Linked DNA regions of Mus musculus: region 2 is linked to region 1. The links are chromatin contacts, called in public targeted proximity ligation maps. All regions are on one chromosome and are shown on one strand. The core of a region is the stretch at or near the end of the contact, and the rest is flanking DNA. Distances in the headings are between cores, read along the strand shown.

Region 1 (5,903 bases), core at 1,067-3,566:
AACTATCTCTCAAGTGTTAACTCTTAACTAAACAACTTTAGTCAATGTTTTGCTGTTCGGTGATTTTGAAACTGCTCATTTTTGCTAGTGTCAGGTAGGATCCAGAAATCAAAGGGAACTCGGCAACTCCCATACTTCACTTACCTTGTGATTTTTAGCAGAGCCAAGTTTGGATAGCTTTCCAGTTTTTCTTTTACACAGCATTATGGACACTACAAAAATCTCACTGAAGCACAAAAACCTTGACGTCAGTTCTCTGGGTTCCAAATTTGATGTTAATACCCCTTAAGAGAATCCATTGAATAATCGCATCTAGCAAGAAGTCTGGGTATTGGGGTAACTGAAAACTTTGCAACTATGTTCCAAAGGGAGTGTGGAGATGAGATGGAAGAGAAGAAGAGGAGGAAGGGAAAGGAAAATTATTTTTAGAGTTAGCTTTAGTGTTTACATAATGATCAGAATTATGACACAGAAATTTGTGATTTATTTAACTATTTTTCTGTTTTGGAAATTTAGGACACCCCAAAATCTTACTGTTATTTTAAAAGAACAACATAAGAGGCATCTTTGTACATACTTCTCAGTCTTCATAGTTTTATTTTGTAAATAGTTTATTTTTCATTAATAATTAACACACAGAATTAGGTTTTATTGTGCCAGTTTCAGACAAAATTTATTTTGTTGAATCACCTCACCTTTCTCACCCCCCATACCCTCACCCCCTCCCCACTGTACCTTACACACATCCTCCATCTCCACATTCACCTCCCTGTGCCCTTCCTCTACTTCTGCAACACTTTCTTTCCCTCTTTGTGCACTCTTTTCTGATTCCAGAGCCTACAGTCAAGGAATTCACCCCAACTTACATACGACAGACAGACAGACAGACAGACAGACAGACAGACTTTATAGGCTAGGCTCCACATGTGAGAGATGTGCTGTCTGTCTAAATCTGGAGGGTTTTTTTTTCTAATTCCCATATTCATTCATTTTTCTGTAAGTTATGTGATTTCATTTTTCTTTACAGCTGAATAAATACCATTTATATATGTGCCACGTTTTCCTTATCCATTCATCTGTTGGCTCCATTTGGGCTGGTTCCATTTCTTTGCTATTTTGAATAGAAAACCAATAAATGTGGATGTGCAGGTATCTCTGTGGTAGAATACACACACACACACACACACACACTCACACACACACACATACACACACTCACACACTCAGAAGTATATCTGGATCATAGGGAAGTTCTGTTTTTTTAATTTTTAGAAATGTATACTAATTTATATAATGGCTGTACTAGGTTACATTACCTCAACAGCACTGCTGTCTCTTTTCTTTATCTTAGTAATTGTCACTAGGGGAAGATGGAATCCAAAACGTAGCTTCAATTTTCACTCAGCTGGTAACTAAGAATGCTGAACGCCTTTTTAATCTCTGGTGTCCATATGTGGTCCTACTTTTGCGAACGGTATCTTCCATTCATTGGCTGATTTATTGACTAGCTATTTTGAAGTTTAATTACTGCAGTTCTTTATATATTCTAGACGCCCAGCCCCTGTCTGAGGCATAGCTGGCAAAGACATTCTCCACTCTGCAGGCTGTTGGAGAATGTTGCAGAATGTTCACTCTGTCCTGTCCTCTGTGGACAAAGGGAGGAGCCTCTCTGCCAGGCATTCCGGAGCCCAGTCCTCCGGTTCTTCTCTCCACCACATCCAGATGCTCCAGCTCTGGAATCCCTGGCTCCAATCTCTCTTCCCAGTAATTTTCCAGCACTTTTCACACACTAGACTGTAACTAGACACTGAGGAACCCTACGGCTTCCCAAATCTTACATCCAGGAGTTGTCAGTGGGAAGGGGGGGTCCATAGAAGAGGGCCAGATTCAGCCAGGTTGAAGGGAGGGGGAGGTGTACGGCAGCCCCAAAGGTGCTTGAGGCAAAGCAAAGTCAGCTGAGGTGTGAGCAGTAAAAGGGCTCCAGCAGTATCTTGCTGAAGACCCCGCATTCCTTGGGAACTGCAAAGTCCTAGAATTCCTGCACTAAGGGCCAGTAGGGGCTGGGGGTGGCGATGGGGGCATAAAGGGGTCTCCTGCAGCTAGGCCGAAGCTGGGTTTGTATAATCAAGACAATTTAAACTACTTGCCAGGACAAATACTTGAAGGTGGTCTTGGAATCCTGTGAGGATCTAAGGAAGGGAAACACCTGCCCTCAACACCTATCACGTGAGGACATCAGTAAGCAAAGCTAGTCACTGGGTGAGTCAGTGGACAGACCAGGGATTTGGATGGCTCACCCGTGTCTTGGCGGAACTGGTTCATGGACTGCAGGTCGATGATGTAGGGGGCAATCTGTCTCTCCACCTAGCCCAACACCACGCTGGCCCCGCGCGTGGACCAGCGCAGCACCGCCTTGAAGTGGTGTTTCACAGCAGGGCTGTAGGGACACCAGCCGCCATGATCGGTCAGCCATTCCTACACCACTAGGGTCCAAGGCTGAGGTCTGGAGCATGAAGTGCCCTGAGATGCTCCCTTCCCCGTCCTTGCACACCCGGCCTCGGGCGCCACCGCCTCCCGGGAAGCCTCAGCTGTGGTTCATGGGGGAGTCTGCAGTCGCTTAGGCACCGGGACGCGGACCCGTAGCTGCCCGCCTCCAACTGTGCTCCACCGCCCCTGTCGCTGCCGCTGCTCCGAGGGGTCCAGCGGCTTCATGCAAAAAACCTGACCCTGCACATTCGCCGCCCGCCTTGCAAAGCCACCCAGGGCGCACGGCCCAAGCGCGACGCAGCACCCGCCTCGCACCAGTTGAGCCTCGCTGGAGTTGCATGGTCACGCCCTCCGTCCTCTCTCCGCTGGGAGCCAGGCAACGGCGGTGGCACAGCTCCCTCCCTGGGGCTCCGCTCAGAGGCTTCCAGGTGTCTCCCCTCCCCGGAAGAACGCCAAGGTGAGCTCACGCCCGCGGATACTTCCCGGGTCCCCGGGTGTCCAAAAGCTCGCTTGCCATCCCGGTCCCAGGGGCCAACGCGGGGACTGAGGTTTGCAGCCACTAACTTCCTGTCTGTTTTCAGCTCAGCGCTGGCTGTATCCGCGGCCAGAGCTCCTACACTTGAGTCTCACCAGGGCTTTTGCTCGCACTGACATACACACACTGACGAACACACGCACGCTCAGCCCCACGCCTTCTTCTTCTGGCCTGCTATTACCTCATCCAGGCCTGAATCCTGGAGGTGTGTCAGATATGCAGAAGCCACGCCCTCTGTCAGTTTGCACCAGCATCTTAGAGCTTTCATGCTCTCTGCTGGTCAAACGTCACAGTTGTGACCACTGAAAGTCAGTGCCAAGGGATGCATGCGTTTATGGTATAAACTTTATGCTGTCTATGTAGAAATCAGAGCAGGCTGAAATATTGTACTGCCTTTTGAAAGTCAATATGAAACAAAGAAATAGACTCTTATACTCTGTACCCATTGGATGTTGTATATGTACATACATAAAATGGGTTTAATTAGAACTACCCCCAGACACTAATGACTATCAAATAAAAAGCCTAGTGCCAGGTGTGGGGCCAGGTGTGGGTTACCTTTTAAAGCTGCCCCACACAACCCCTCAAAGCATTACAGGCTATTCCACGGCTCTTGGTTACTGTCCAGAACTTGATAAGGGGTTAATACAGACGTCCCATTTAGGGCTGAGAACTCTGTATTATTCTCAACACTTTGAACAAGTAAGTATGAGTCTCTGTGTTGAATAATACCCATATTTTAAAGAAAGCTTCTGCCTAGGCCTATGGACATAAACATAAATATTGAGAAGGAATTTTGACACAAGACTGTTTAGGAATTAGCAGTGGCATCTTCTACTCTAGGATCTAGGAGCTCCCCAGCCATTGATTTGGAGCCAGTCTTCTAGTGTGGTTGTGCCGTTTCTCCCTTTGACCAAGCAATGTACTCAACATCTAGTCTCCTCATATCCATCACCATCACCATCGTCGTCGTCGTTGTCGTCCTCATCAGCATCATTGTGAGGAGGCACAAACTATAGTGTGTATGTGGAGAGGGAAGGACAACTTTGTAGAGTCAGTTCTTTTTTATCATTATGTGGGTCCTGGGCATTGAACTTGGGTTATTTGGTGTGTGGTAAGCTCTTTTAGCCACTGGGCCATTTTGTGAATCCTATTATCAGTATACTTTTTTTAGCGTTTCTATTAGGGGTGTCATGATATTTCTTGAGCTTTTAATGTGTGTGAACATGCCGTGTGTTAATAATAGTGATGCTTATTTAGTGTTTCCCTATGTGACTTCTTGATTTCTGCATCTTCTTTGTGAAATGTTTGTTCATGTGTTTGGCTACTTTTAAAATGAAGTGAGAACATTAAAAATATCCTCAATGAAAACTTTTGGATACTTGACTTGAAAATATCTTCTATCAAGCTGGAGGCTCTTTTCATCCTTAACAGGGTTTTTGTTTTTTACAACTTTCTGGCTTCCACTTTCTGTATTTAGTGTAAGAATTGCTTGACGGTCTTTTAGATTTGATGACTTTTCTGCTTTTCCTTATAAGGCTTATGATTTTACAATTTATACCTAGATATGTGGTACAATTTAAATTAATTATTATGTGGAAAATGATCCCTCCCTCCCTCCCTCCCTCCCTCCCTCCCTCCCTCCCTCCCTCCCTCCCTCCCTCCTTGCCTTTTCTTTCTGTTGGGACTTTGGGGACTTCTTGCTCCAGTGTGATTTATGAAAAAGTTTCATCTGAATTTCTTTGGTACCTTTGTCAAATACACCTGCAAATATTCCGTGAACCTATCCATTTTCAAAATCTCTCTATTCAATTCTATTTATATATGTGTTCGTCCCCTATCAGTAGTATATACTGTTGATTCACAAACTGTAATAATAAGCTAAGTTGGAATATTATAAGTAGGACACACTCAGAGTAAAAAACATTGTTTTAAATGTCAGATTCCAATTGCTAATTGCTGGTAAATAAGAATTTTTTGTTATTATCTGTTCACTCTACAGTTGCTTCAATTTTCACTCTGGTCTCAATATACATAGATCCCTCCACAACGTGCATGTTGGTAAGATGTTACCTAAGGCTCAGTGGAGTAAGATTACCAGGCTGAGCTGTCATGATTGACATTAGTACTTCATTAAAGATCAAGCCTCTTTGTCCTTCCACCTTCTGTCATCAAAAGATGCAACAAATGGCACTATCTTGGAAGCAGTGAGGTTTACCAGAGACATAAGTCCTTAGATCTTGGATTTCCCAGTCTCCACAGATACAGTAACAAATTTCTACTATTCAAAAATAACCCAGACCAGGGCTAGAGAGATGACAGCTCACAATTGTTTGTAACTCCAGTCCCAATGCATCTGACAACTTCCTCCTGGCTCCATGGCATCAGACACACATGTACTGCACAGACATACATGCAGGCAAAACATCCATACACATAAAAACAAAGAAAGAAAGAAAGAAAGAAAGAAAGAAAGAAAGAAAGAAAGAAAGAAAGAAACAAAGAAACAAAGAAACAAAGAAACAAAGAAACAAAGAAGGAAGGAAAGAAAAGTACCTCAGCCTCATGTACATTGTTAGAACATCAACAGTGAACTAAATCATTTATCCATCCGGCCCAGCAACTTTTTGTGGCTATTGTTCATTATTTAGGAATTTTTTAAGATACATAGACAAACGTATTCTGTAAAGAGCCTTTCTCTTCCCTTTTAATACATGTGTTATGTATTTCTTGTATTACATCAGCTAGGACTTCTAGTATTGAATTGGAGTGGTGACAGTAAACATCATAGCCTCATGTTTGATCTTGGCAGGAAAGCATTTAGGTCTCCTATCATTACATATCATAATAGATGTAGGGTTTTTAAAGTTCTTTATCATAC
Region 2 (5,872 bases), core at 3,268-5,767, 99 kb before region 1:
CCATCTACTCTTGGGTGTATTTTCTTCTTTTTGTTATAGAACTTTCAGTTGTGTTGTTAAGCTTCTAGTTTATGCTCTCTCCAGTTTATTTATGGAGGCACTCAGAACTATGAGTTTCCCTTTTAGCACTGCTTTCATTATGTCCCATAAGTTTGGGTATGTTGTGAAAAGCAGTCTTATTTACAATAGCCAGAAGCTGAAAACAACCCAGATGTCCCTCAACAGAGGAATGGATAGAGAAAATGTGGTACATTTACACAATGGAGTACTACTGGGCTATTAAAAACAATGACTTCATGAAATTTATAGACAAATGGAAGGAACTTGAAAATATCATTCTGAGCGAGGTAGCCCAGTCACAGAAGAACACACATGGTATGTACTCACTGATAAGTGGATATTAGGCTAAAAGCTCAGAATACCTATGATACAACTCACAGACCATATGAAGCTCAAGAAGAAGAAAGACCAAAGTGTGTATGCTTCAGGCCTACTTAGGAAAAAGAACAAAACAATTATGGAAGGTAGAGGGAGAGAGGTGCCTGGGAGGGAGAGAGGAGAGGGAGTGAAAAAGGGGGGCAGAATTAGCTGTGGGGGGAAATGGAGGGAGGAGAAGTACAGAGGGTCAGGAAATTGAAAGGAGGTATAGAGCAGTTGGAGATGGCAAACTGTGGATAGCCTCTAGAAAGTCCCAGATGCCAGGAAAGCAAGAGGCTCCCAGGACCCAATGGAGATGACATTAGCTGCAATATTCAACAAAGGGGAGATAGAACTTGCAGAGAGCATAAACAGAGGTTAGGCATGGCCCCTGGTTGAGGGATGGGGCTACTTACTCATCTCAAAAATATTAACCCAGAATTGCTCCTGTCTAAAGGAAATGCAGGGACAAAGAGTGGAGCAGAGACTGAAGGAAAGGCCACCCAGAGACTACCCTATCTAGAGATTCATCACATCTGCAGACACCAAACACAGACACTATTGCTGATGCTAAGAAGTACTTGCTGACAGGAGACTGAAGTAGCTGAAGGAGTTTGCAACCCCACAGGAAGAACAACAATATCAACCAACCTCCTTCCACCCTCCCCAGAGCTCACAGGGAATAAACCACCAACCAAAGAGTACACATGGGGGTGCCCATGGCTCCAGCTGTGTCATTAGCAGAGGATAGCCTTATCTGGTATCAGTGGGAGGGGAGGCCCTTGGTCTTGTAAAGGCTCAATGCCCTAGTGTAGGGGAACGCTAGGGCAGTCAGGCAGGAGCAGGTAGATGGATGGGGGAGCACCCTCATAGAATCAGGGGGGAGGAGGATTGCATAGAAGGTTTGTGGAGGGGAAACCAGGAAGGTGGATAACATTTGAAATGTAAATAAGTAAAATAACCAATAAAAAAATAACATGGATATGCAAGTATCTCTGTGGTCTGTTGATGTGAATTCTTTTTCTTACCTAAGCAAGAATGATGTAACTACTCAATACAATAGTTTTATTTATTTATTTATTTATTTATTTATTTATTTATTTATTTATTATTTATTTTTTGAGGCACCTTCACCCTGACTGCTACAGTAATTTCACCAGTTTACATCTCCAACAGCAGTGCATAGGTTCCTGCTTTCCCCACAGCCTCTCCAACATTTGCTACCATTTATTTTCTTGATGATGGCCCATTCTGACTGGGTAAAATAGACTGTCAAAGCAGTTTTACTTTGCCTTTCCTTAGGTACTGACTACTTTTAAAAATATATATAGGCCATTTGTACTTCTCAGATCTGCCTATGTGGCTCATTAGCTCCCTACTGACTTGGATGATTTGAGTTTTGGGTGTTTAATTTTTGCAGTTCTTTATACTAGATATCAATCCCTGCCTGATGTGTAGGTGGGAAAGTTTTTTCTCATTAAGTAGATGGTGTCATCACTTAAGTGATGTTTTCTCTGCTGTGCTGGGGAGTTTATTATGAGATTCAAAACTCCCTTCTTAAACTGTTCTTGTGTACTTGTGACTCTGAGGTAAGGGGTGTACTACCACACTTTGCCTTGCAATCATTGTGAAATCTCTCTGTTCCATTTTCTTTGTGTTCCCTTAAGAGTCTAATTTTAAATCTTAAATTTTTAAAATTTATTATTTATTATATGTAAGTACACTGTAGCTGTCTTCAGACACTCCAGAAGAGGGAGTCAGATCTCATTACGGATTTCAGAAGAGCAGTCGGGTGCTCTTACCTGCTGAGCCATCTCACCAGCCCTAAATCTTAAATTTTTAAGTTCACAGATAGTTCTTTTATTTGATAAATTGTAGTTACTGAGTCTCAAGGAGAATGCATAATGCTATCCAAGTTCTTGAAGTTATGGCATAAATTTTTTAAAGCTATTTTCTTATCATTCCCCTGTTGTCTGTATTCTCTGTGTAGTATTCCCTACCTCCTTCCTGGTATTGTTAATATGTGCCTTTTCTTTCTATTTCTTGGTAAGTCTAGAGCAGAGATACACAGTTGAATTCCCTTACATTTTGTCTAAGACAATTATTTGGTTTTTAGAGTCAATCTTGCATACCACTGACCATATAGAAGATTCTGTGTCTCTAATAGATGACAATAGCAACATTTTTTTCTCTCAGTATGAGAAACAAAATGTTTCCTGATATTTACTCTAATGTCCTCAAGAATATCTTTTTTTTTTTCTTTTTTCGTTTTTCGAGACAAGGTTTCTCTGTATAGCCCTGGCTGTCCTGGAACTCACTTTGTAGACCAGGCTGGCTTCGAACTCAGAAATCTGCCTGCCTCTGCCTCCCGAGTGCTGGGATTAAAGGTGTGCGCCACCATGCCCGGCTAGGAGAATATCAAAATAGTGGGAATCTTATATTCCTATAGGCAGTCCGACTTTTTCTTTAGAAGCACTTTTTGAGATTCTGTCACAAAACTTGAAGTAAATTTTGATACAAAATCATATACACTGCTATAATGCCTGCAAATTGAATAACATAAGAGTGCTTGACAAATGTAAACACACACACACACACACACACACACACACACACACACACACACACACACTAAATGAGCAATGGCAATGGCAACAACTACAAAAGCACAATGTCCAGTTAATGGTGCAAATTGAAACCCAAAGAGACTGAATGAATGGGAAGTCTTAGCATTGTCATAGACAAAGTCCATTGTGGTTTTTAGGATCGTCACATTGAGTTTTCACATTATTGAAAATATATCCAGGGAAAACAATTCAGAGAAAGTGAATCTAAAAAACAGTTGTTATGGAAACATTATGATTGTGTCTAAACTATGATGACATTATCTAAGTATAAGCTCACAATCTGTTAGTGATCTAAGGAACTATTAACACAAAATGCATACGTACCATGATGCATATGTACAAGTAGAAAAGTACTAAATTAAAAGGATAAAACATATAAAATGAAGTAGTACACAGACTTTGACTGAAATTGATAACTATGATTTTATGCACATCTAATATGAAATATGCATAAGAATATGGAAGAATATAGAAAGATGAGTTAAAATGGAATCAATATTTTAGAATACTCCATCATGTGAGCAGTACAGATCAAATCTCTAAGTTACCTTTCTTAAAGATCATTTCAGTTAACAGTGAAACCACTTTATATCCGTCTTCATATTTCTCAGCATATTCTATCTCAGACATGTATGAAGCACTTTACTCCCCTGTTAAGTATTTATCTAATGAAAGAACTATCTGCTAGCAAGCTAAAGAATTTATCATCTGCCCAGCATCCCTGTACCACAGGTGCTGAATAAATAAATGTTAGCTAGAATAGCAAGTTTCTTTGCAAATATTGCTAACCAAATGTACTAGCCAGCTTTCACATTCTCTCCATAGCACTTATCTGTTTGAAATGGAAACTTGCCATAGTTCTTTCAAAAATTTTGACATCAACAAACACACAAGACTGGAGGGAGAAAAGCCCACAAGGCCTCAAAATTGCACAGAGAATTACAGGCAATGGAGGACAGCTAGGAAGGAGAGAGTTTGGCTTTCTCTGAGAGGAAACACTGAGGTTGTTCAGTGTCAAAAGAGTCAGGCCTAAAAACATAAATATAGGTAGCATTTTACAGATGGAACAGGTTATATTTAGAAATATGTCTGTATATAAATAGATACAGACAATATCAATTAGTTTAAGAAGAGGCTATGAATTTGAAAAAGCATAGAGGAGTATAGGGCAGCTTTAGAGGGAAGAAAGTGAGAAATCTTGTAAACAAACTATAATCTCAAAATGAAAAAAAAAAGATTTTTCCATGGTGCACATTAGTAGGTATATATACTTCTTGAGTTGATTAAACTCCCCCTGTGCATTGTATAGTCACCCGCAAAAAGCTCATTGCTTCTTATCTAAGACCAACAATGTTTGACTTTTCCCACCTAGTATGAGGGAAAGAACAGGGAATCAGCGTTCTTCTGTGGTAAGCCCTTACCTATAACTCCGTATCCACACAGAGAGCTTCCTCAGAACAAAGAACAAGCAGTGCCTCTTCCTTAAAATGCCAGTATTTGTAGTGATTTTGGTAAATGTTTTACAGAAATCTTTAGACTTAGGATGTACTGTGGACCTTGCTTTTTTTTTTTTCCTAGAAAATGGGAAAACAGAATGCTGGCTACTTTGAGAGTCAGTAGTATCCCCACAAATGTGTTTCACAGAAAAATGACAATGCAAATTTGAGACACAGATTGTGTGTGCCCTCTCAGTTTTGCTTGCATTATTTTTTTTTTCGGCTCATAGGAAATCAACAGACTATGTCTAGAAAGGATATGTAATTGTCTACAAAATATAAATTTTCTCACCGCTCCCCCCACTTTCTAACTGCCTGCTGCACTAGCAAGATGGAAGACTTGGATGAAATTAGCTCTGTAAAAATTAGAGTTCCTTATCTATACACATACAGAGCAGGCAACCTCATATATACAGCAGCTAAAAGTTTCCTCCGAACTTGTGTCCCATGCCTGTGTGTGCTTCAATCATCTCATAGTGATGCTGAACAAGCAGTCAGCAGTAACACTCTTTTGACAGACATTTTATTTTATGTGTATGCATGTTATATAAAAACACATGAGCACCTTGTGTATTTTGGTGAGCCACGTGAGGGGCTGGCACCTGAGGAAGCCACAAGAGGTGTTGGATCTCTCTAATTGAAGTTACGGATGGTTATGAAATGCTGTGTGAATGCTGCGAACTGAATTTGGGTCTTCTGGAAGAGCAGACAGTACTCCTAACCACTGACACATCCTTGTAGCCCCAGTAACACTCTTGATAGCAAAGGGGATTTTAGCACAGACAGACTGAAGATCCCCCTGTTGGTTGTATAAACTATGAGATAGGAAGACATAATTTCATTGCAGGGCCCACTATCTGGGGACCCCTGTGACAAAACCTCCCCCTAATGAATAAAGATTTCAGGGGACCGTCAATCACTGAGTGAGGAGTAGGCAGGACTTACGGGTTGGGGAGAGGAAGAGGGAGGCAGGAAAAAGAAGACTTCCTTTTGGACAGGAGAGATGATGGAGGACACAACGTAGGTAGCAGAAGCCCCGGTTTAGGTGGCAGATCTGCTGGGAATAGCTTAGAATAGCTTCTAAACTAGGATGCTAGTTGCTGTGCCCCACAATTGTGTTACCCAGCTTTTGAAACCTCAAAGCCCACCCCGAGAGACACATTTCCTCCAAATGGCTACACCTCCTACTAGTGCCACTTCCTATGGGCCAATGAGGGCCATTTTTACTAAGCCACCACAGAAACCAGATAAATATTAATATGTTAGCTTCAGTCAACTTTGTAACTGTAGAAAACGTATAGTTCGTTCGTTTGTTTGTTTGTGTTACGTTAG

The links.
Region 2: a targeted proximity ligation map of kidney shows a contact between it and region 1, with 3 times the contacts expected there. A contact is called at or near these places in 5 of 39 promoter capture datasets (liver, macrophages, stem cell-derived epiblast-like cells and 1 more), 8 of 484 Hi-C or Micro-C datasets (the Patski cell line, cortical neurons, liver and 1 more), 3 of 130 datasets of targeted methods (kidney, large pre-B cells and liver) and 1 of 9 other capture datasets (pancreatic islet).

The regions. Positions count from the first base shown.
Region 1 is chr19:12,592,979-12,598,881 of GRCm38.p6, reverse strand. A330040F15Rik (RIKEN cDNA A330040F15 gene) reads left to right here and starts at 2,316. Exons shown (of 2, transcript NR_015503.1): 1 at 2,316-2,944.
Region 2 is chr19:12,694,435-12,700,306 of GRCm38.p6, reverse strand. Keg1 (kidney expressed gene 1) reads right to left here and starts at 4,517. Exons shown (of 6, transcript NM_029550.4): 1 at 4,466-4,517.